Regions from separate parts of the Mus musculus genome. Here regions 2, 3, 4, 5, 6 and 7 are each linked to region 1. Evidence: chromatin contacts called from public HiCAR-type, HiChIP or PLAC-seq and promoter capture Hi-C data. All regions are on one chromosome and are shown on one strand. The core of a region is the stretch at or near the end of the contact, and the rest is flanking DNA. Distances in the headings are between cores, read along the strand shown. Region 1 holds the start of Thoc5 (THO complex 5). Region 2 holds the start of Ube2d-ps (ubiquitin-conjugating enzyme E2D, pseudogene). Region 3 holds the start of Sec14l2 (SEC14-like lipid binding 2). Region 4 holds the start of Castor1 (cytosolic arginine sensor for mTORC1 subunit 1). Region 5 holds the start of Osm (oncostatin M). Region 6 holds the start of Lif (leukemia inhibitory factor). Region 7 holds the start of Xbp1 (X-box binding protein 1).

What was found. Promoter capture Hi-C pulls out the DNA fragments that hold promoters and counts their contacts. HiChIP or PLAC-seq counts read pairs in DNA pulled down with a chosen protein or histone mark. HiCAR-type assays count read pairs that join an accessible place to other places.
Region 2: a promoter capture Hi-C map of liver shows a contact between it and region 1, with 2.9 times the contacts expected there. The contact joins the promoter of Ube2d-ps here to the promoter of Thoc5 in region 1. A contact is called at or near these places in 2 of 39 promoter capture datasets (liver and pre-B cells) and 1 of 115 datasets of contacts at active chromatin or transcription factors (bone marrow-derived macrophages).
Region 3: a promoter capture Hi-C map of liver shows a contact between it and region 1, with 4 times the contacts expected there. The contact joins the promoter of Sec14l2 here to the promoter of Thoc5 in region 1. A contact is called at or near these places in 17 of 39 promoter capture datasets (the 3T3-L1 cell line, 3T3-L1-derived adipocytes, the HPC-7 cell line and 10 more), 1 of 484 Hi-C or Micro-C datasets (rod photoreceptor), 9 of 115 datasets of contacts at active chromatin or transcription factors (astrocytes, bone marrow-derived macrophages, embryonic forebrain and 5 more) and 1 of 9 other capture datasets (macrophages).
Region 4: a contact with region 1 is called in an H3K4me3 HiChIP or PLAC-seq map of bone marrow-derived macrophages, with 6 times the contacts expected there. The contact joins the promoter of Castor1 here to the promoter of Thoc5 in region 1. A contact is called at or near these places in 5 of 39 promoter capture datasets (the C10 cell line, cranial neural crest, embryonic stem cells and 1 more), 9 of 115 datasets of contacts at active chromatin or transcription factors (T-cell acute lymphoblastic leukemia, bone marrow-derived macrophages, embryonic forebrain and 5 more) and 4 of 9 other capture datasets (embryonic stem cells, liver, macrophages and 1 more).
Region 5: a promoter capture Hi-C map of stem cell-derived epiblast-like cells shows a contact between it and region 1, with 3 times the contacts expected there. The contact joins the promoter of Osm here to the promoter of Thoc5 in region 1. A contact is called at or near these places in 5 of 39 promoter capture datasets (the 3T3-L1 cell line, embryonic stem cells, hippocampal neurons and 2 more), 9 of 115 datasets of contacts at active chromatin or transcription factors (the 230-238 cell line, T-cell acute lymphoblastic leukemia, bone marrow-derived macrophages and 4 more) and 2 of 9 other capture datasets (embryonic stem cells and pancreatic islet).
Region 6: a contact with region 1 is called in a RAD21 HiChIP or PLAC-seq map of pro-B cells, with 10 times the contacts expected there. The contact joins the promoter of Lif here to the promoter of Thoc5 in region 1. A contact is called at or near these places in 8 of 39 promoter capture datasets (the 3T3-L1 cell line, 3T3-L1-derived adipocytes, the C10 cell line and 5 more), 3 of 15 datasets of contacts at CTCF or cohesin (embryonic stem cells, large pre-B cells and pro-B cells), 3 of 484 Hi-C or Micro-C datasets (embryonic stem cells and pro-B cells), 8 of 115 datasets of contacts at active chromatin or transcription factors (embryonic forebrain, embryonic hindbrain, embryonic stem cells and 3 more) and 1 of 9 other capture datasets (macrophages).
Region 7: a HiCAR-type map of astrocytes shows a contact between it and region 1, with 2.4 times the contacts expected there. The contact joins the promoter of Xbp1 here to the promoter of Thoc5 in region 1. A contact is called at or near these places in 4 of 39 promoter capture datasets (the SN4741 cell line, liver and pre-B cells) and 1 of 115 datasets of contacts at active chromatin or transcription factors (astrocytes).

What each region holds. Positions count from the first base shown.
Region 1 is chr11:4,893,783-4,896,707 of GRCm38.p6, reverse strand. Thoc5 (THO complex 5) reads right to left here and starts at 1,365. Exons shown (of 20, transcript NM_172438.3): 1 at 1,330-1,365. It overlaps Nipsnap1 (nipsnap homolog 1), which reads right to left. Exons shown (of 10, transcript NM_008698.3): 10 at 2,507-2,925.
Region 2 is chr11:5,760,748-5,763,672 of GRCm38.p6, reverse strand. Ube2d-ps (ubiquitin-conjugating enzyme E2D, pseudogene) reads right to left here and starts at 1,523. Exons shown (of 7, transcript NR_015577.1): 1 at 1,433-1,523. It also overlaps a transcript of Urgcp not described here.
Region 3 is chr11:4,117,210-4,120,134 of GRCm38.p6, reverse strand. Sec14l2 (SEC14-like lipid binding 2) reads left to right here and starts at 1,406. Exons shown (of 12, transcript NM_144520.2): 1 at 1,406-1,510. The coding sequence starts at 1,457. Gm51934 (a long non-coding RNA gene) reads right to left here and starts at 1,786. Exons shown (of 3, transcript XR_003949841.1): 1 at 1,175-1,786.
Region 4 is chr11:4,216,743-4,219,667 of GRCm38.p6, reverse strand. Castor1 (cytosolic arginine sensor for mTORC1 subunit 1) reads right to left here and starts at 1,443. Exons shown (of 9, transcript NM_028022.2): 1 at 1,242-1,443; 2 at 650-720. The coding sequence starts at 1,354.
Region 5 is chr11:4,235,363-4,238,287 of GRCm38.p6, reverse strand. Osm (oncostatin M) reads right to left here and starts at 1,503. Exons shown (of 3, transcript NM_001013365.2): 1 at 1,375-1,503. The coding sequence starts at 1,405.
Region 6 is chr11:4,256,125-4,259,049 of GRCm38.p6, reverse strand. It overlaps Lif (leukemia inhibitory factor), which reads right to left and starts at 1,482. Exons shown (of 4, transcript NM_008501.2): 1 at 1,362-1,482.
Region 7 is chr11:5,519,271-5,522,195 of GRCm38.p6, reverse strand. It overlaps Xbp1 (X-box binding protein 1), which reads right to left and starts at 1,555. Exons shown (of 6, transcript NM_001271730.1): 1 at 996-1,555; 2 at 177-273. The coding sequence starts at 1,201.

The DNA.
Region 1 (2,925 bases), core at 116-2,615:
AACTGACTGTAACTACAAGATCTAACACCTCACACGGACACGCACGCAGGCAAAACACCGATGTACATAAAATAAAAATAATTTAAAAAGAAATGGATTCTCTCTCAGAATCTTAGACAAGGAAACCAAGACAGAATTTATTAATAAATGTTTTCATCATACTATGTATACTATGCAGTTATATCAATATCATAAGACAAGTGGAAGCCATTTCCTATTTATGGCATGCAGACCAGACCCAAGTTTTCTTCTACCAAAGTAACTATAGGTTTAAAAAGTGACTGTGAAGTTGGGAATATTACTCAGCTGGTAGAGTGCTGGCCTAGCATACTCAAACGCCTGTGTTTGATCTCCTGGACTGCATAAAACTGTGTGGCGGGACATGCCTGCAATGAGAACAGGTCAGACTGAGAGCTGGCTGACGAGATGTTCCAGATCAGCTTTTGCTATATAATGTGTTCAAAAGTCAGTTTGGGCTACATAATAAAATCTCGTCTCCAAGAAAAAAGGGGGGAGGGGCGGATGGGCTGTGAGACAGGATAGTGGTAAATATCAGGAATCACAGAGCTTGAGTGACTGAGGCAGAGGGATCTTTACCAATGTGAAGCCAACCTGGACTACAGAAGCTGCCAGACAGACAGGACTATAGTGACTGCATTTAAAATCTTCATTAAAACGGAGCAGGTGGCACCTCTTCTTACTGCCCGAGCCCTTTGCAGTATAACTTAAGAAAAAAAATTCTTGTTTTCCTTTTCTTAGAAATTAAGATAAGCAAAATATTTAATGAAGCAAATACACTAAGTCCAGCCAGCTAGCTAGGAAATAGAGCGGACAACATAAAGAAAAGCCAAGCCAAGCTTCTTTGCCCTTGTAACGTCCGCACTTCGCGCTCTCAGCCTTTCTGCTCCAGCAATAAAAGCTCTTTTCTGCGACTCCTTGGAGTCTGGTGCGGCGCGACGATGGTAACGCCTCTCTCAGAGGACCGCAGGAGGCTGCCGGTGACAGGTAAACGAGTGGCGGACTCATCTGACAAAACCCACAAGGGTGGCACGGAAAACCCGGGAAAGCCAACCGCCACCCAGGAGCGTTTGCCACACGCCCAAGAGGACCATCGACGAGGGTCACCACCAGCAGCAGCACTCTCGGGAGACTACAATGGGGACAGAGGATGCTGCTCCGGTTAGTTCCTAGAAAACCGCCACGAGCCTGGGGGACCCCGACAGGTGAGGACCCCAGCCCGCGGACACGCTCCGTGCCGTCTGCACATCAAGCCCGGATCGCCCAGCGAGGACCTGCAGCCCCAGCCAGCAGCCCTCTACCCTCGCTCACCAGAATGCTCCTCACGCCTTCCAGCCGGGTAGCCACTTCCGGCTCGCGACCATAGAGAAGCGGAAGAAGAGAGCCACAGGCCGGAAGTGAGACACGAAGGCCAGATGCAGCTTGGGAAGCAAGGAAGGGGCGAGTCTAGTTCTATTAAGTTGGGAAACTGGGGCGATAATGTCCAAGTCTGTGCTTCGTGCCCCTTCACCGGAGTGTGAATTAGTGGGCCCTCCGCCGACTCACTCGAGTGAGTTTGTGGTATCTCAAGAAAGCACAAGTGTCGCTGTGCTATCATTTGAACAGGAGTGGATTTTGTCTTCTGACTTTGTTCAGGGCCTCACTACATAGCACACTTGCGGGTCTTGAACGCTATATAGATCAGGCTGGTCACTACGATCCGCCTGCATTGGACTCGCTGGACTTAGGCAGGTGTCACCATGCCTGACTCTTCTTTAAATTTTTGTTTTGTTTTTTTTAGATTTATTTATTTATTATATGTAAGTACATTGTAGCTGTCTTCAGACACTCCAGAAGAGGGAGTCAGATCTCTTTACGGATGGTTGTGAGCCACCATGTGGTTGCTGGGATTTGAACTCTGGACCTTCAGAAGAGCAGTCGGGTGCTCTTACCCACTGAGCCATCTCACCAGCCCTTGTTTTTGTTTTTTGAGACAGGGTTTCTCCGTATAGCCCTGGCTGTCCTGGAACTCACTTTGTAGACCAGGCTGGCCTCCAACTCAGAAATCTGCCTGCCTCTGCCTCCCAAGTGATGGGATTAAAGGCGTGTGCCACCACCGCCCCCCCCCCCCACTCTAACTTCTTGATACTATCGGAGTCACTACACCCAGAAAGGAACTGAGGCAGGGGCATAATCCTATATTACACCTGCTTCCTGCTTCACTGTTTTGTTTTGTTTTGATTTTTTATTTTCCCCCAAGACTCTAGTGCAGTACCTGTAAGCTTCAGATGTTTCCTATGCCTGGCATTTCTGGAGTAAATTCTGGTTGTCTGCAAACATGAACATTGAATACCTTGTGGCGCCGAAACAGCTCCTTTTCTTGCTCTGGGACGAAGATGAAGACGGTCTCCCTAAGAGATCAAAGCCAGTGTAACCCTCAGCCAACTGGAAGCTGCCCTGCCTTAGACAACTACTGAGATTCCTTGTAGATGAAGACAACACCACAACGTACAGTAAATATTTAATTTGGTTCCATCAACATTCTCCTGGATGGTAGCACAACCATGCTAAGCAGGGGTTCATGAGGTACCGGGGTCATTGAAGAGACCCCAGAATCACAACCTACTCCACAGACCTAGTGTTTCTGCAAAATGAGGGTTTGGGGGACAATGTCAAGAAGGGAAAGAAAGAATTTGATGGAACTATAGGTCTCAGCCTGTGTTTTTGCCTGTAGGAAGGAAGAAGTACAGAAGAGCTGAAGCACAAATTCAAGTTTTAACCACATTATGTAGGAAAACATGGATACGCCTCTCCATCTGTCTAGGAACAGGGTGCTCCCTTAAGATCCTCTGTCACCTCTGTCCTGTCTTCCCAATTCTGTATTTTAAATTCTGAATCCTATGTGCCCACTTGTGAAGGGTTCCTGCT
Region 2 (2,925 bases), core at 274-2,773, 870 kb before region 1:
AGAAAGAGCCCAGTCCACTGTGCACGGTGCCCTAACTGGCACATGGTCCTGGGGTATAGAATAAAGCAAACTGGCACACACCAGCAAGCAGCCCTGCTCCATGGCCTCTTCTTCAGTTTCTGCCTCCAGGTCTCTGCTTTGGCTTCCCTCTCCTCCCAAGCTGCTTCTGGTTATGGTGTTTATCACAGCGACAGAAATCTAATTGAGACACATAACCTGGATCCACTTGGTGGAAAGAATCATGCTAATGCTAAAAGTTAGGGTCATAGGGCTGGAGAGATGGCTCAGTGGTTAAGGGCATGAACTGCTCTTCCAGAGCTCCTGAGTATGATTCTTGGCACCTACACAGGGCACCTTACACCCACATATAAGTGAGCAAATCTTTTTTTTTTTTTTGGTTTTTCGAGACAGGGTTTCTCTGTATAGCCTTGGCTGTCCTCTGTAGATCAGGCTGTCCTCGAACTCCGTCTGCCTCTGCCTCCCAAGTGCTGGGATAAAAGGTATGCAACACCACGCCCGGCCCCAAATCCTTTAAAAAAGAGGTTATAAATACCATTTTGCAGTATAGAAAATCCCAACTAGGGTTGGTGAGATGGCTCAATGGGTAAGAGCACCCGACTGCTCTTCCGAAGGTCAGGAGTTCAAATCCCAGCAACCACATGGTGGCTCACAACCATCCGTAACGAGATCTGACTCCCTCTTCTGGAGTGTCTGAGGACAGCTACAGTGTACTTACATATAATAAATAAATAAATAAATAAATAAATAAATAAATCTTTAAAAAAATTCCAACTATTAATACTATGTGAAAACATGGATCATAAATTACAGTATAATGCAGGGTATGGTGGTGCACGCCCCTCGGCAACCAGAGGCAGGAGGATCTCTGTGAGTTTGAGGCTGGCCTTGTCTACATAGCGAGTTCTGGGTCTGCCAGGAGGCCGTGTCTCAAAAAACCAAACCAAACCAAACCAAAACGGAACAAAAAACAACTTAGAAATATAAAATAATTTTCTTTAGGAAAAGGACGAAAAGTGGATAGGCTAAAACGTTAACAAATGGTAAAGGGTGGATTGGTGGCTTCTTTTTCTGAGATGCAATTACCAGGCTCTAGGTTAATGGGCTAATACAAACCTACGGGATGAAATTCTCCCGCAGCTCAGCCTCTCGTGCTAGGCACCCTGGGAGACACCCCTCTGCTTCCCTAAACTCCGCCCAAAGCTGCGCGCGCACGTGACCCGGTCGCATGACTCCGCCCCCGCGAGTCGCCCGCCAGAGGCACTCAGCCACCTCCTAAGTCTGCGCCGACCGCGGCGGAACTCGCGCGGGGCAAGTGTCAGTGCGCCCTGCCGCACCTCAGCCGCGGGGTTCTATTCGCTGCGACAGCCCGCAGAGTGGACGGGCGGGAGGACCCCGTTTCCGCCACTCTTACCTTCTGGATCCGTTTTAGAGCCATGTTCCCGCTGCTCGTGCCCCACCGGCCCTGCGGGGCAGACTAAGACGGCCGCCTGGGCCGCAACGCTGCACGCCGGGAACGGCGCTCTACGCGTGCGCGCCGCGGTGCGCTGTGGGTAGCTAGTGCGCGCAGCAGTCCTGGGTCTGACCACGGAGTCGCGCACGGTCAGTTACTCGGCCACGGTCACGGCCCTGTGGCTCTGGTTTCTGCTAGGCGAGGGGCCTGGGCACCAGGACATGCCTGAAACCGCAGGTGCCACACGCTATGCTCTCTGCCCCTCCCTGGGCTCCTCCCCAGGCTGTCACTTAACTCCTGAGCTTAGTGGTTGTCAGCGCTGTAAGTATACATTCACTTTTATATGCTTTCTGGGCAGAAGTGTTACAGATATTTCTGAATACGCGTAGGTGCTGAGCACAGATGCATCTACATGTCTGGAGAGCTGCATTTTCAGTAGTACTTAGTTGGCTTCAATGCACTGCCGCTATTGAGACTCAGCCTGAAAGTGCACATCCCAAGCTAAACTCTGCTTCCCTTTCCCCAAGACATCGAACTGTTTAAGACCAAGTGTAAAGAACTTAGTGGTATGTCACAAAATCTGTGTAATAGATTGTAGCCAACATCTTGGAAATGAAATAGAATATGGCAAAATACATAATATCAGCGTGCCTCATACAGTAAAGAATCTGGACTCTCTATATAAATAATCATATATATTGTTTCCAGACAGATAAACCTAATAGGGTATGCTAGTGCAGTTGCTCTGGACCAAAGGTGTTCCAACACCAGACTGGGCTACATAGTGAGTTTGAGGCCAGCCTGGATTGCAGAGTAAGACCATGTCTTAAAAAAAAAAAAAAAGCCGGGCGTGGTGGCGCACACCTTTAATCCCAGCACTCAGGAGTCAGAGACAGGCGGATTCCTGAGTTCAAGGCCAGCCTGGTCTACAAAGTGAGTTCCAGGACAGCCAGAGCTATGCAGAGAAACCCTGTCTGGAAAAACCAAAAAAAGAAAGAAAGAAAGAAAGAAAGAAAGAAAGAAAGAAAGAGAGAAAGATCCCCAAAGGAAAATCTAAAACTAGAGGAGCTGAGGAGATAGTAGATAGGAGTGCTTGTGGTGCAAGCATGGGGCCCTGAGATCATTAGTACCCACAGAAAAGGTGAGGTTGGCTACTCATGTCTCTAACCCCAGCACTGGGTAGCCGGCATGACAGGATCCCTGGAGCTACCTTAGCATAGATAGTGAGATTCCAGTTCAGTGAGAGACCTTGCACCAAAAGCAGTAAGGCACAAAGAGTAGCATTTACTCTGTCATATATCTGGCATTCTACTCTGGCCTCTGTCATGTTCCTGCACATACGCATACAAACCCTGCCCAAAACAAAAACAATGAATCGAACACTTAAATGGTTTCCCAGCCAGATTCCTATATGCCATTCACCTATTCTCCTAGTTTATCCTAAACACATGTCA
Region 3 (2,925 bases), core at 157-2,656, 780 kb after region 1:
TTGGGACCAAAAGGTGGTGTCTAAATATTCCTGGGTTCCAGAACAATGCCTCCTGCTTGGCATACAGTAGGAAGACAAAATGGCCCTGGCCCTGTGACCAGGTATCACCATGGAAGTAAGATCAAAGTGGCGAGGGCTCTAGCAGGAGAAGGCTATGAACTCTATTGTGTGAGCCAGAAGTAGTAACTGGGGGGCGGGAGGCAGTCTGATGGTATAGGCTGGACAAGAGGCTGCTAGGCTACAGCTGTCAGAGTCCACCCACTCACTAGTCAAACTTGTCACTAGCGGGGAGTCCGCAGGCTCTTGGCCAGAGCTGGGAAGCAGATAAGCACAGCAGGGCTGCTGTGGGCTCTGGCTTCCAGTGTGGTTTCCTCTCTGTCTAGCCTACGGCCAAGATCTGGCTAGGCAGCCAGCAATGGACAGCAAGGAGGTGGCCACAAGAAGTCAAACCTGAGAATTGTGTACATTAACTTCCATTAGCCTCCTGCCCATGATCACCCTCGGTTAGAGAAGAAGCAACAGTGCAGTGAGGCAAAGGACCCCGTAGACACCCGTGGGACACGGGCCCTCAAACCTGAGCCTCCTCACTTCCACAGAGGAAGCAGAGCATGCCAACTGAGATGTGAGAGCTTCAGGTGTGGCTCCCAGAGAGCAGGGAAGATCAGACGCAGAGACCTGGGTCTTAGTGGGGAGGCTGGTCTTCCTTTCTCTTCAGCTAGATGCCATGGTCTTTACCATGCCTGCTCTGCAGGTAGAGGGAAAAGGCTGTCCACTCCATTTGGTTTATTTGTTTGTATTCTGGGCTTGCCTCAAGCCCAATAAATAAGCTAAGGGTGATCAGAACTTCTGCTTCTCCAATGCTGGGATCTCAGGTATGTGTTGGAATGTGCCACTATGACCATGCAGTGCTGGGAATCCGACTTAAGGTCGTGCGCGTAACTCAGTGGCAAGCCTTCTGCCACTGAGTTACATCGGCAACCCTGGGGGTCAACTCTCACTCCCAAGCAGAGCTGGTAGTAGTGACCATAAGCAGATGGCAGAGTGAACACCACAGTTCCTACAGGCAGAAAGACGCTTAAGGGGCATCCCTTTTCAGTGGGCACCAGAGAGCTGTCAACATTTTGGGGTAAGGAAAGCTATGAGAGCAGCCCGGTCCAGCCTTGTGGAGTCGCACCTTAGAAGACGTCGTTTGCTAGAGCTTTCCAGCTTCCTCTTGGTTAGGATGAGGATCCAGACCCAAGTAGCTCCTCAGGTGTATGAGCAAGCATTCTGGCTCCAATCCAGGGCCTCTGCGCGTCTCGCCCCGCCCCTCGGGCTCCTTTAAGAGGCGGGTCTTGGCCGCCAGCCCCGGGGCCTCGGCCAAAGACTGGGACTTTACTCCAGCGGCTGCGGCGGCGGCAAACGAGTCGGAGCTCCATCAGCTGCCGCAGGCACCGCGCCCCAAGGCTGAGCCACGATGAGCGGCAGAGTCGGTGACCTGAGCCCCAAACAGGAGGAGGCACTGGCCAAGGTGAGCTTGCTCTTGGTCTGTCTGTGGCCCTCGCTCCTGGCTGAAAAGCGGCTGTAAGGGACTGTCCTCGCGGGCGGGCGACTGATCGCCCCCGCTTGGCTAGTGCCCAGCGGACCGCTTCTCCTTCAGGGTGAGGACCTCGGGAAGTTTGGTCATCGCGATCTTCAGCATGAGCAGCCCCAGAGGTGCCCCCTTGGGAAGAAGTGGTTGCTTGGAAGCCTTGGGAGGCAGCTGAGGGCACAAAGGCAACATTCATCCTCCGGGCTGGCAGGGACTGGTAGCAGGGCCGTGGGACAGGGGCAGGGCCCCAGGTTTCCTCCCATTTCCGGGAGGTTTTTCTCTTTTGGGGCAGTGGCATATGGAAGGGTCCCTGACAGTTCCTTGGCAAACTCCCCCTAGCTCTTTCAAGGCACTAAGTCACTGTGCGACCTTGGGCCAAACCCTGTCCTGTGTGCTGTGCTCTTCGATGAAATTAGAGGAGTTGTCTGTCGGGCACCTCTTGTGTGTGAAGTCTAAGATGTCCGGGATTCACTAGGTTGGAATCCTTTCGGAGAGAAGAGCTCTCCCCACCCTGGCAACCCAGACCCTTGCCTGAACTTAGTGATGCCACTCAAAAGGAAAGGACCTGACCAGGCTTTGCCTTGGCACCTGGGCAGACAGGGACTTATCTACTCCATTCAAGTTCGGGAGCTGGCACTTCTGGCCAAAAGACTTTATCTCCTCAGTTGCACGGGATCAGAATTGATGGGGTCCAGCCCCAGTGTTCCCAGTTGTGCAGTTTCTTATTTATTCCAGAGTGTGGCAGCAGATGTGGCTGCTGTGTGTGACTTTTTTCCCATGCCAGGTTTGCTGCTGACGTGCAGGCTAAGTCTGTTGGGCATAGGTTTGGTGGGGATTAAGCCAGGGGCTAGGTGAGGTCCTTGGTGAAGGGTGGCCTTCTGCTTGTTGTTTAGATGACCATTGTCCTAACTCTGGGAGCTGCTTTTGGGGGATGGGAGGGTCTGATTAGACCTAGCTGACCTAAGGCAAAGGGCAGAGGTGGCCAGTCCTCATTGGTCCTCTCTGGAGGTGTCCTACAGGTCAGTAACCAGATAAAGGTCTCTGCTGTTGTAGGAGGCTTGGGGCTGCCTGTTTACTACTGGGTAGTGAGAGATCAGGGATAGGGGTGGCTATCCTGGGTCACTGTCCACCTCCCTTGGTGGCTTTCCTAGTATGTTTCCCTTTTGTGGCCACCTGCAGGAGCTGTCTGCTCCATCATGGTTGTCCACCCCCCTCCCTTGGCTTCTTTTGTAGTCTTTCAAACTAGCTCCACTATCATTTTTGAACAAAGTCATTTGAGACTACCAGCTTCCTTTCCTTTGTTCCCCATTCCTTTACCAAGGCGGCAGGAAGGCTGCAGAGGAAAGAGCCTGGAT
Region 4 (2,925 bases), core at 194-2,693, 680 kb after region 1:
CAACTGATGGGAAAGCTCCCTTGCAGACAGATTTCCCTACAGAACAGGGAATCTAAGTCCTTAGGGAGGGAGGCTCAGCCAAACTCTAGGTGGCTAGCTTGAGACTCCAGGCCTTAGAGGATGGGGCAAGCAGGCAGACATGGAAGCCAGAAGTCATTTCCCCGGTCCCAGTCCTGAACAGGGACAAGGGCCAGGGTAGCTGTTGTTCACTCAGACTCAGCCAGGAGGCCCTGGACCCTGCTCTGGGCTTGCTGCCTGCCCCTGCATTCCTTCCCTAACTCTCAGCCGCCTAGGCTTCCCAAGCCAGTAAGGGAGGGGCTGCTTTCCACTGGGGAGACAAGTCCAAGAAGAAATAATGTTCAGGGTAAAACAGCTGCAGGAACCCCTTTATTTTCCCCTAAAACTGTGAGACACCATGGCCACCTGTGCTGGCCTGGGACTCATATTCAGCTCCGTGTGGGTTTTACGTTTATAAAACTCTCACAAATTTTGTCAAACGGTCACGACTCCATCCCACACAGTACTTCAGTGAGTGATGGAAGGTTTGAACCCGGACCTATATTCCTTTGGGGTCTAAGCTCTCTGGGAAGCTGGATCCCTAAACTTAGTAAGAATACTGCTTAGAGGCAAACAAGGAACCAGTTCCGACCTTTAAAGCCCTCCTCATCCACCATGAGAGTGTAATCTTCCGGAGTCTCAGTCAGGCTGAAGAACTTGCACCTAGGAGGAGGGAAGGGGTGGGAAGACTTTCAGCCTAGAGTGAATGGAATGGAGACAGCAAATGAAGTCTGCTCCAGCAGCACTAAAGGACCCCCCACCAGGAGCCTTCCGGACCCGCACTCGGGCCTCACTCTCTTCCTTGGATCAATGAGTCTAGATCCCATATTTGGGATCTCCCCTCCATTCCACAGAAGTGGAAGGCTTTGGGTCCCCCTGGACAACTCTCAAAAGTTAACGTGAGGAGACTAGAAAGGGGCTACAGCCTGCCAAGGAACACATGCCCCCACTACACTGCCTACTCCAGGCAGTTTGCACCTTGACAAGCCCTGGGAGCGGGGCCCTCCGGGCCGGATAGGCGGCGTCGCAGAAAGGGTAAGGCCCAGGCTGGATGATGGCCAGAGTGGCTAGCGTCCCCACCCGGTACCCGCTGCTTCGCGGCGACTCTAGTCCTCCGCCCCTGGCCCAGAGGGGCAGAGGAGCCTCCACCCGCCCGACCTGCGCTCGTGAACCCGGGTGCGCACCGACTGCGACAGGGCAGGAAGAGCAGCTTGATGAGCGGGTGGGTGTAGAGCCAGAGGCCCGGACGGGCAATGCTCAGTACTCGCACCCGGTGCTCTAGGATGTGAAGTTCCATCGCAGATACGGCAGCCCCGGCCTGGCCGCCAGCGAGACCTAGGCAGGAGGCGATGCGGTGGCGCCGGGCTTAAAGAAGCACCGCCCGCTACCGGTCCGCCCAGCCAGGGATCCACACTTCGGCGGCCACGCCCCACAGCCACTGTGAAGTGGCCACGCCTCCTCCTGAGCCCTGCCTACCGGGCGCTGCGGGCTGCCTTCAAACTCTGCCAAAGCCACTCTTCTAGCCCTCACCCATCTGAGTCCTTCAAGGACACGCCCCAGACACGCCCTTTCCGCTGGACGCCCGCTGTGTTGGGTTTGGGAACGTGCTGGAAGCTCCTGGTCCCCTCCCTGTCTATCCTCCAGGCTCGCACGTGGGCTTTATGGTTAAAGCCACTAAAACGCAGAGCCTGGCGGTGGTAAGTGTGTATCTTTAATCCCAGCACTAGGGAGGCAGAGGCAGGCAGATCTCTGTGAGTTCGAGGCCAGACTAGTCTACAGAGTGACTTCCAGGACAGCTAGAACTACACAGAAAAACCCTGTCTGGACTGTAGGAAGGCTGGAAGCCGGGCTGGAGCTCTGTTGGGGCCAGAGCTGTCCATAAATCTCCGGAGTGGGGAGGTTAGGCTGGAGACCCGCGGAACAGCTGAGTTGGAGCCTATCTTCCTTTTATTGCCGGGGGTAGGGGGCAGGGACTGCAGAGCTGACAAGGACAGTAAGGACTAAAGATCCCTAAGAATGGGGTGCCCAAGGTTGGTTTGATAGTACTGCAACCCTATCTTGTTGTTGTTTCGACCAGCAAAACCTGGCCGGTGTGGCAGTTTTTAGTCAAACAACTTCTGAAATAGAATGCTCCCCACTGAGGGGAGGAACCGAAAAAGGGTCCTCCTCTCCTGTCTAAGCAACATACTATGGACTCTGAATCTTTTTTTAAATTTTATTTATTATATGTAAGTATACTGTGTCTTCAGGCACACCAGAAGAGGGTATCAGATCTCATTTCGGATGGTTGTGAACCACGTGGTTGCTGGGATTTGAACTCGGGACCTTCGGAAGAGCAGTCAGTGCTCTTAACTGCTGAGCCATCTCTCCAGCCCTTACCCCTAGATTCTGAATCTTATTCCAGGGACAACCCTAAGTACCTGAAGTGAGAATGCCCAGGGCTCAGACACTGAGGGGACAGGCCATAGTATTTGAGGTTCCCTGGGTATCAAACCAGAGACCTCCCTGTTGAAGTTTTCTTAAAGCGTCTCATCATTTGCAGAACTCAACTGGCCTGAACACATCTAAATTAGCTACAGATCCAAGAAGGCCCCTAAGCACTGGCAGACACCCCAGTGATCAAGGTTTAAGAAAACCCCAAGGCTGAGCAGAAACGAGCAAGCACAGGTTGATTTCACGGCAGGATGGGGCATGCTCCAAAGGGCCCTTGTTTGGCCCAGACACTCGGCTTCAGGTTGGAGGCTTTAAACAAGGTAGTTTAAAGCAGGCCTTGGGTGTGATCAAGACCCAACAGGCCCACGCAGGACTTGATGCTCCAGACCCTGCATCACAGGCAGAAGGAAGCTGGGCTCAGTCCTGTTCCTGGCT
Region 5 (2,925 bases), core at 254-2,753, 660 kb after region 1:
ACCATAAACCAAACAGGGTGAAGGAGATGGTGGTGGCTGCAATTTCCCTGCAGCTCTTCGGGGAGAGGTTGGGTTGTAGCCTCCAGCATCCCTGTCCTGACTTTATGGCATAACGAACAGACAAGAGAGTCCTCTATAAGATATCTGGCCTCATACAAGGGTTAGCTCTGTCCTAAGACTGACAGGTTAAGTTCCTGACTACTTTATAGACCTTAACATTCCCTGTAGGCAGAATAGAGTTGACCAGGGGTCTGTCCTGAGGTGCAGCCCCAGGGCAGCAGGTCACCTAAGCTCTTTTCACAGAGCCAGAAAAAGCACCTCTCCACTCACTGGGCCAGCCAGTGCTGACGGCCATTCTGCTGAAAGGTGAGCAAGATGCGAGAGGAAAGCCTGTCCAGGTCACCCATGCTCAGCACTCGCCCTGCCCTTCCTGCCACCGACACACGAACCCCTAACACACGCACACACCAGGACTGCTGGGAGCCCAGGAGAAGGTTGTAGGGGTGAGGGCAGATGATCATAGTTCCAGCTCGCAGGCCCCCACCCTCACAGGCACCGGCAGCCACGTGGTCGGAAGGGGCCTGTGGTGCAATGGCCCGGAAGGCTACGACACCATCCTTCCCTTCCTACAAACCAACCAGCCCCACCCCACCCCACCCCCTCGCCCCTGGGGAGGGCCTGTAGCCCAGGCGTGCCAACCACAAGTCCCCTCCCCATCTTCCCCCGTGTCTGCAGCTACACTGCCAGTGAGGGTCCACAGCGAGCTTGTAACAGGTGCACATGGACCAGTGCCTGTGGGGGTGTGCCCGTAGACCTAGGTGAGGCACTGCAGTACCTGCCCCGGTCACCGGGGGTTCTGGTCTGCAGGTGAGACTTCCTACCTTACTGAGAGGGAGGACCTGTTCCCACATAGATGGCTCTGCTTGCCTGTCCCCGTGTGGGTGTGGCTGTATGAGTGGCGGGATGATCTAAGGACCTCTGGCTTGGCTGACTTTGCATCTGCCCCAGACCCCGAGAATTGAATCAGAGCAAGAAGTGAGCCCCTTGCTCCATTTCCGCGCAGATCTGGAACTTCCTTCTCTGCTCATCCCCTACCTGCCTTGGGCTTCTCCAGACTCTTCTCACTCTTTCTCCTCTTCCCTCATGCCCTGGTCCCCGGCATGGTCTCTCTCACGCCTCCCTCTGGAATACCTTCCAGAAATACTACGTTTCCACCTGTGGCTATGCTGGGGTCTCAGTGGATCCCTGCCCTACTAGTTCTCCCTCTCGTCCACATCCTTCACTTGATCTACAGCTCCCAAGGGCAGAGGGTGCCTACAGCAGCCAGTTGGCCCAGCTGCGCCCTGGGATGGTAGAAAGGAAGGAAGTACTTACTGAGCAGTGTTCTTAGAAGCCGTGTCTGCATACTGGGTCCTGGTACTCTGGCCCGTGCCTCTCAGGGGTGACACAGCTTGGCTGGGTGTCCTGCAGGCTGGCAGCCACTTTATGCCCGACGGGGCGATTGGCCAACATCTCGTGAGGTGGGTGGGGAGGGGGAGGGGGAAGGGCAGGCCTTCTGGGAACATGACCCCAAAAACCAAAGTCTCCCCAGGCGGCCAATGGGCGCCATGCGCCATGACATGCCCGCTCCTCCTCCCGTTTTCTTCGAATTCGTTCTTCGAGGTCAGCCCCACGCCCAAGGATGATGTAAACCGCAGCCTCAGCCTTCTTGGGGTGAGCGGGCAGCACGGGGGTCCGTATCATCTTCAGGGATCAGTCCAGGGGTCAGAGCACGACTTGCAAGGGAGGCCACCCCTGGTCCAGAAACTACCAACCTCCTAGGACACGAAGGTTTAGGGCTAAAGGGAGCCAGACATCTTCCTTGTTGAGTGCCCTTCCCACCCTCTCGCTTGGGCTGTCGGGACATCTGTGAGCGGAAACCACCAGGCTCTGGGCACAGAGCCAGACTTGGGCCCCAAAGATTGTGCCTCTAATCCCAGGTCAGCATCTTCTAGCCCAACTCATTTCCATTGTCTCTATTAACTGTCCTCGCCCAGCCTTCCCAATCCCAGATCCTCTCTCTGTAGACAGGGTCCTTTAGGACCCTTGGAGCAAGAGAAATTAGAGAACGGGTTCAAAGCTTGTGACACGCTGTGTCGCTGTGTTGTCTGAGGCAAGTCACTCAGCTACTTTGAGCCCCACCTGAGAAAGCGAGAGAGAAAAGCACTCCTTGGTTCACCCCTCAAGGTCACTGCCAACATGGACATAAAAGGCAAAAAAGCCTTTGAAGAAAAAAGAAAAGACTAGGCTTGAATTCCAAGTACTGGTTTTCAGGGGATGGGATGGAGGGGGCGGGGGAGACCGGGAAGCTGTGAGCTCAGAGGGGAAGCTGGAGGGAGGGGTGGGGGAGCTGCGACAGTTGGACACAAGGTTTCACTTTCTCTGAAAGATAGCGATCCATCATGGGTGGGTCTTCTGCTTCTCCGCACTGAGGGACTGAGGCCCAGGCTGAGCCAGATCCACAGGCCATGCTTGGAAGCCACAGCACATCTGCCAAGCTAGAATGAGCATCCTTAGGCTGTACCTGCTGTTGGCCCTCATATATTCATTCAACAACCCCCCCACTCCCTATCCAGGAGGCGACTGTGCCCCCATCCACATATTCTCTGCACCTAGCAGAGTGTCCCCCTTGTTAGCAACTCCCCAGTACAGTCTAGACTAGATCCTTCTGAAGTCTTCATTTCCTCCTACTGAATTTCTTACCTCTGCCCACTCCAGGGTGCTGTTCCCTAGGGCCCTGGTCAGGGATCCTTCTGCATTTCATATCCGTGATGTCATCCTGGGACAGTCCCTATACCCCTACACTCAAGCTCTCACTGTGATAAGGAGACAGAGGGAAGCTCCAAGCAGCCCCAGATCTAGCCGGAGAGTGTTATGTCGTGCTTC
Region 6 (2,925 bases), core at 233-2,732, 640 kb after region 1:
AAACCTGAACTTAGGGTTCTTTGCCCTGTAAACGCTTAGCAGCTCCAAGCCCTGGTCAGCAGCGCCACCTGCTGCCCAGAATCAGCAAGTACAGTCGGCTCGCCAGCTCGCCTGTTCAGTCCGTACCAGTAGGTGGGTGGGGCTGGATAACTGGATTTGAGGAAGTGAGTGGGTGTCTGGGGTGCAGGATGGGGGTGGGCAGAGGCCATTCACCAACACAAGGGAAGAAGGCTCCTCTTGGGGGCTTCCAGAGCTTTGTCCTAATATCTGCAAGGTGTAGCCCAAAAGACTGGCCACAAGGAGGTGCCAGAACCACATTCAGTGGTCAATGGGGCACAGCCTTGCCATGGCTCTGGGGGAGGGGGCAGTGGCCTTTTCCTGGTCCTGCTACCTGCTCCCACCTTGTCCTGACAGTTCTTCCAGGTGGGGATCAGACTGTCAACTTCGCAGGGGGCCACGGTGACCCAGAGAAGGAAAATGAACTGCCCAAATTCACACAGCAAGAGGCAAGAATCAAAGCAAACTAAACCACTTGGTTGTACAGACTAGTCCCAGGCTCCCCTTACTGTCCTGTCCCGGCATGGCATGACATGGACAGGATCCTGGGAACAATGTCCCCTCCTTTTGTCAGCCCCCTAGCAGGTTTGGAGGAACACTGACAAATTAGAGGTAAGAGCCTCTTGGAATTTTGGATGCCAAGCACCCAACGCAGGGGGCTCTTGCACAGACTTGGTTTTTGTTTTTCTCTCTTTGTCACTGTCCTGGAGCTCGGATGCGGGGGGGACGAAGACCGGCCAAGCTCCGATCTGGCCCAAGGTCAAAGGCAGAGGAGTAATGACCTTGGCTGATCAAGTTCCCCAGAGCACCCATGATGGTCCCCGTGGACTGCTGCAGCCCATTTTGAATGGACAGGGACGGCCCTCCACTGCTCCATCTACCGGAGGGTAAATGAGGCCTCTGCAAGCTCAGAACTCTAGAAAAAGAAAAGGGATTTGAGTCCCCTGGGGATGCAGAAATCATGACTGCCTTTAGAATCAGGCTGACCCTACCACGATGGCACAATGCAAGCCTGGAATCCATGTGCTCTCTCCACTGCCCTTTACCCATCCTGTGAACTTTAACCCACGGGACACTTCCACAGCTGGTCTCTCCAGCTTTGCTTGGCCATCCTCCAAGAGAGACTTCCAAGCCTGACTTACAATGCATCCATTACAGACAGGGAGAGCGAATGCTGGAGGGTTGTGTGGGCCAGCAGGTGCCCCTGATCCACAGGGGAGCAACTGATGGACCATCTACCCTCCTGGGGATAAGTGTGGGGTGCAGCAGTGCCCCTCCGCCCTGCCCCCTCAAGGGAATCCTACCGTGGTCTCGCAGCCCTCCACAGTCTGCACAGTTGTCCAGTCTTCAGGGTGACACCATCGTTGTTGGGCCCCTCTGCTTCCCTCTCCTCCTGAGGCTCCTCTGGCGTTGGCTCCTCACCCTGCCCCCCACCTGACTTCCGTCTGAAGTTGGTGGCCTGAGGCTCCCCCCACTTCCACCCCACCCCCAAGCTGAGGACCAGAGAGGTAGAGCACCCACACCACAGATGGAGCCTGACACGGTGGTGGGAAAGGTGTTGTTAGAAGGAGAAGCAGGGCTGGGTGTGGGGAGGGGGCGTCCCTGTACTTGATGCCCCTGGGCTGCGTGGCAAAGCCACTATGGCCTGAGTCACAGCTGACTGGGCCGCGCCTAGCCTGTCTGGGTGACCCAAGCCAGCATAAGGCAATGACTGGGCAGCTCTCCTCATGACCAGCTGGGGTCAACCTTAGGTGTTTTGACTCAGACCTGCCACAGGCTGTGTGCACAGCTACCATCCTCTGTCTCTGTCCCAAGAGCCACAGGCCTATAGCTGCCCCTGTCCCAGCCCCCACCTCATAACCCGGGGAGCTACCTGGCCCTTCTGATCTGCAATCAGCCCCAGGCTTCAGGGCCCCACCTGCTGTGGGACCTTCGTCCCTCCCTGGACAAGCCCTGCCCTTGGGAATACTCCGGGAAGCAAGGAACTTTGTTGCCTGTGCTGCTGAGGGCCTCTTGATTCTCTGTGGACTGTGACCTTTTTCTTGGTGCTACAAGGAGTTCTGTAGACTGCCTGGGCAGGCTTGCCATGGACGGCCAGAAGATGGTTGGGGACAGGGACTAAGAGAGGAGAGATACAGAAAAGAAAAAAGAAAAAAAAGCAATCAAGAAGGGATTAAGGAAGGGACTGAGAGAAGGAGAGAGGGAGGAAGGGAGGAAGGGAGGGAGGGAGGGAAGGGAAAGGGGGGAGGAGAGTAAAGTATAAAGAGAGGGAGAGAAGGAGGGACTGTTGACAGTTTTCAAACCTGCCTAGAGCAATATTAGTCCTACACTTTTCCCAGGAAACCCTGTTTTAGGGAAGTGGGCTCCAACAACACACAGTGCAGAGGCAAAACTGAGGCTTGGCCTATGAGTAAGATAAGGGCAGAGGTCACAATCTTTTCACCTGTAAGGTCTTCGTCTCTCACTGAAGAGAAAAATAATCACGCTAAAGTTGGGATGAAGGGGTGGAGTGCAGAAATGTCTTGGTGAACAGTACTCCCCTTTAACCTCTGTAGGGCCCAGGACACCAGGACCAGGTGAAACACTGCACACATAAAGTCATTTTAAAACTGGGGCTGGGCGGTGGCGCACACCTTTAATCCCAGCACTCAGGAAGCAGAGGCAGGTAGGTGGATCTCTGTGTTCAAGGCCAGCCTGGTCTACAGAGTGAGTTCCAGGACAGCCAGAGGAGAAACTCTGTCTCAGAAAACAGTAATAACAACAACAACAACCTGGGACAGCGGTTAGCAGATGGCTCTGTGGGTAAAGTGCTTGATATGCAAGCCTAACCCCCTGAGCTTGAATCTCTACATGGCAGCAGCCTCTGAC
Region 7 (2,925 bases), core at 306-2,805, 630 kb before region 1:
CCTGGCTAATCTCCGAGGGGAGGGCAGGCCAGGGTGAGTCACGTCTGCTTTCACGGCCTATCTGCTAGGCTGGTTAAACTTTAAATGGCACTTTGGGTTGTATTCTAAAGGGCTGAAGCAGTTTAGGATGGGCCCTGATATGGATGGGATGAAAGCATGGCCTGAAGTCCCTTTACCTCTTCTTCCAAATCCACCACTTGCTGCTCCAGCTCGCTCATCCGGGCTTTCTTTCTATCTCGAGCAGTCTGCGCTGCTACTCTGTTTTTCAGTTTCCTTGGGGAGGAGACAGGGAACATAACTGAGTCATCTCCAGCTTTCATGTGTCTTCATTTGTAGACGTGGCCAGCTGGTGCTTTCGTTGACTTTACAGAATAAGGCTTAGCAAGTAAACACGCTTAAAGCTCCTATCAAAACGCACACGCACACGCATACACACGCTGCTTTCTATCCACAGGCCTTGAAGACTTGCTTGATTCTCTCCCGTGCGGCTGTCCACCCGGATCTCATTTTACCACCGGGCTGATACATTCCCGTTGCGTCATATGCTTCTTCCCTCCTCCCCCGCTACTTTCTGGGTCCAATTCCGTCCCACAGGCTCCTTGCTAGAGCGATATCCGTGAAGGCGGCGGGGACGCTACCAACTGTCCCTCCCCAAGCCAAACTCTCGGGATGCCGGACGCTGTGGACTCGGTTCCCAGGGTGGGGTTCCCAAGTGGCTGCAATGACAGCTGGAGCGGTTCCTACCCTACGACCACAAAGAGCGAGCATTTACAGAGGACTGGGCGTCGGGCACCTTCTTCTGTGCCTGTGTCGGGAGCTCCTGCACACACCCCCGACGCAGACCTTCGGAGGGGCATCCCCCTCAGCTCCGCTTCCCAGGTTAGACACTAGAGGTGAATCTAACCCACCGTACGGAGCCCACCAGCTGGCACACACGAGAGAGTCCCAATCCCAGTCCTGCCGCCCCGCGCCCCAGCCTTGCCCGCCGGGCCCACCTCCGCAGCGCTTTCTCCTCCGGGCTCAGGTGCGTGAGCCGCTGCCGCTTGCGAGCCTGCGGTGTCCCGCTCGCCTCCGACCCTGCTGCCCGCGGACCGGGTACCATGAGCGGCAGCGCCCGGCCGCCGGAGGCGGGCTGGCCAGATAAGAGTAGCACTTTGGGGGCCGCCGTGGCCGCGCTCGGCGCCGCTGCCACCACCACCATAGCCAGGAAACGTCTACGCCAGCGCCGCCACCGCCCCGTGGCCTCCTGCCGCGCCCAGCCTTTCTAGGGTCGTGGCCGTCCGCGATTGGCCGGTGCTCCGTGACGCGCGGGTATATTCATCACTTATTGGTCCTGTAGTCCCGGGGGCGGGCTCAACTCGGGCGGGGTGAGTGTCCAGCGTGGCTGCACAGCTGTTCTCCGCCGTGCAAACTGGGCCTTAGGGTGGATGGACGGTGGCGACCACTGGTTGCTGGAGTCCAAGGATCTTCGGCAGACGTCCCCACCCCGGCTGAGGATTGCCAGGCTGTCCTCTCAGGCCAGATTTCCAGACCGAGTCTCACGGTTTTACCCTAGCCCGACCCCATTTTAATGTCCGGCGCTACGTCCCCCGTCCCGTCCCCCCCCCCCCCCCACTTCCCAGTACAGCAGAAAATTGAACTGGTGGCATATCCGGCTTAGGGTTAGCGGACACACACACACACCTGGGAAATTTTCACAAAATGAGTCTTTAGAAAATGAGATGATTGCAAAACTAAATGTAGCAGGGTAGTACTCACTTGTAATCTCAGCACTTTATTGCCAGTTTGAGAGCAGCCTGGGCTACATAGGGAGGTCTAGCTAGGCCAGCTGGGGCTATAGATCAAACCCTATTTCATATAAATTAATTGATATAAATTAATAACTTTAAAAGAAAACACTAGAGCCTTGGCTAGCATGTAGTAAGGGATTAGTAAATAAAGTCTGCATAGTGAGAATACATGTGGTTTCGTTTTTCTTCTTATTTCTGATCTCTTCTGGTATGAGCTTTTATCACTGTTGTCTTTGTTTTGCTGTGCTGGAGCCAGACCCCAGAACCTAATGCTCTAGCACTCCACTATTCCCCTTTACTGTGGAACTAGAGATACCACTGAGCTATATATACCTCCAGACTTTAGTATTCCTTTCATTAGGGAATGGGAGTGAGGAGGGGGTGGAAATAGGTTTCAGGGGATGGGATGGGGTGGGGGAGAGTGTACTCTTCTATTGCTTTCCGCCTTATAAGAGTCAGTGCACTTGAAGCTTGCCCCTGAGGCTATGCTGGCTGGCCATTACACCTCCATGGTCTGCTTGTCTCTGCTCTCTGCCACTGGGGTTACGATCAGGCTCAGCCTTGCCAACCTTTCACCTGGGTGCTGGGCGTTTTTCACCTACACAGCCACCCCTACATTAGTATTTTTTTTCCTTTTCCTATTTCCAATAATTTATTTTTTATTCACTTTATATCCCAATCATAGCCCCCTCTTCCTAGTCCCACCCTTACAAATCCCCCCCCCCCATTGCTCCCTCCCCTTCTCCTTAGAGAATACCTCTTTGATACCACCCTACCCTGGGACATCTAGTCTCAGCAGGACTAGGTACAACATCTCCCATTGAGGCCCAACCAGGCAGTCCAGGGAGGCGGAGGGGATCCAATGGCAGGGAACAGAGACCAAGATAGCTCCACTCCACTTGTTAGGGGACCCACATACAGACCAGGCTGCACGTTTGCTACAGATGGGGGTGGGGGGGATAAGTTCAGCTCCTGTAGGTTTCCTTGTCAGTGGCCCAGGCTCTGTGAGCCCCCATGGTCCCAGGTTAGTTGACTCTGTATGTCTCCTTGGGGCATCCTTGACCCCCTTCCACTGCTCAGTTCTATTCCCATCTCTTCCACAAGACTCCCAGCTCAACTCAATGCTTAGCTGTGG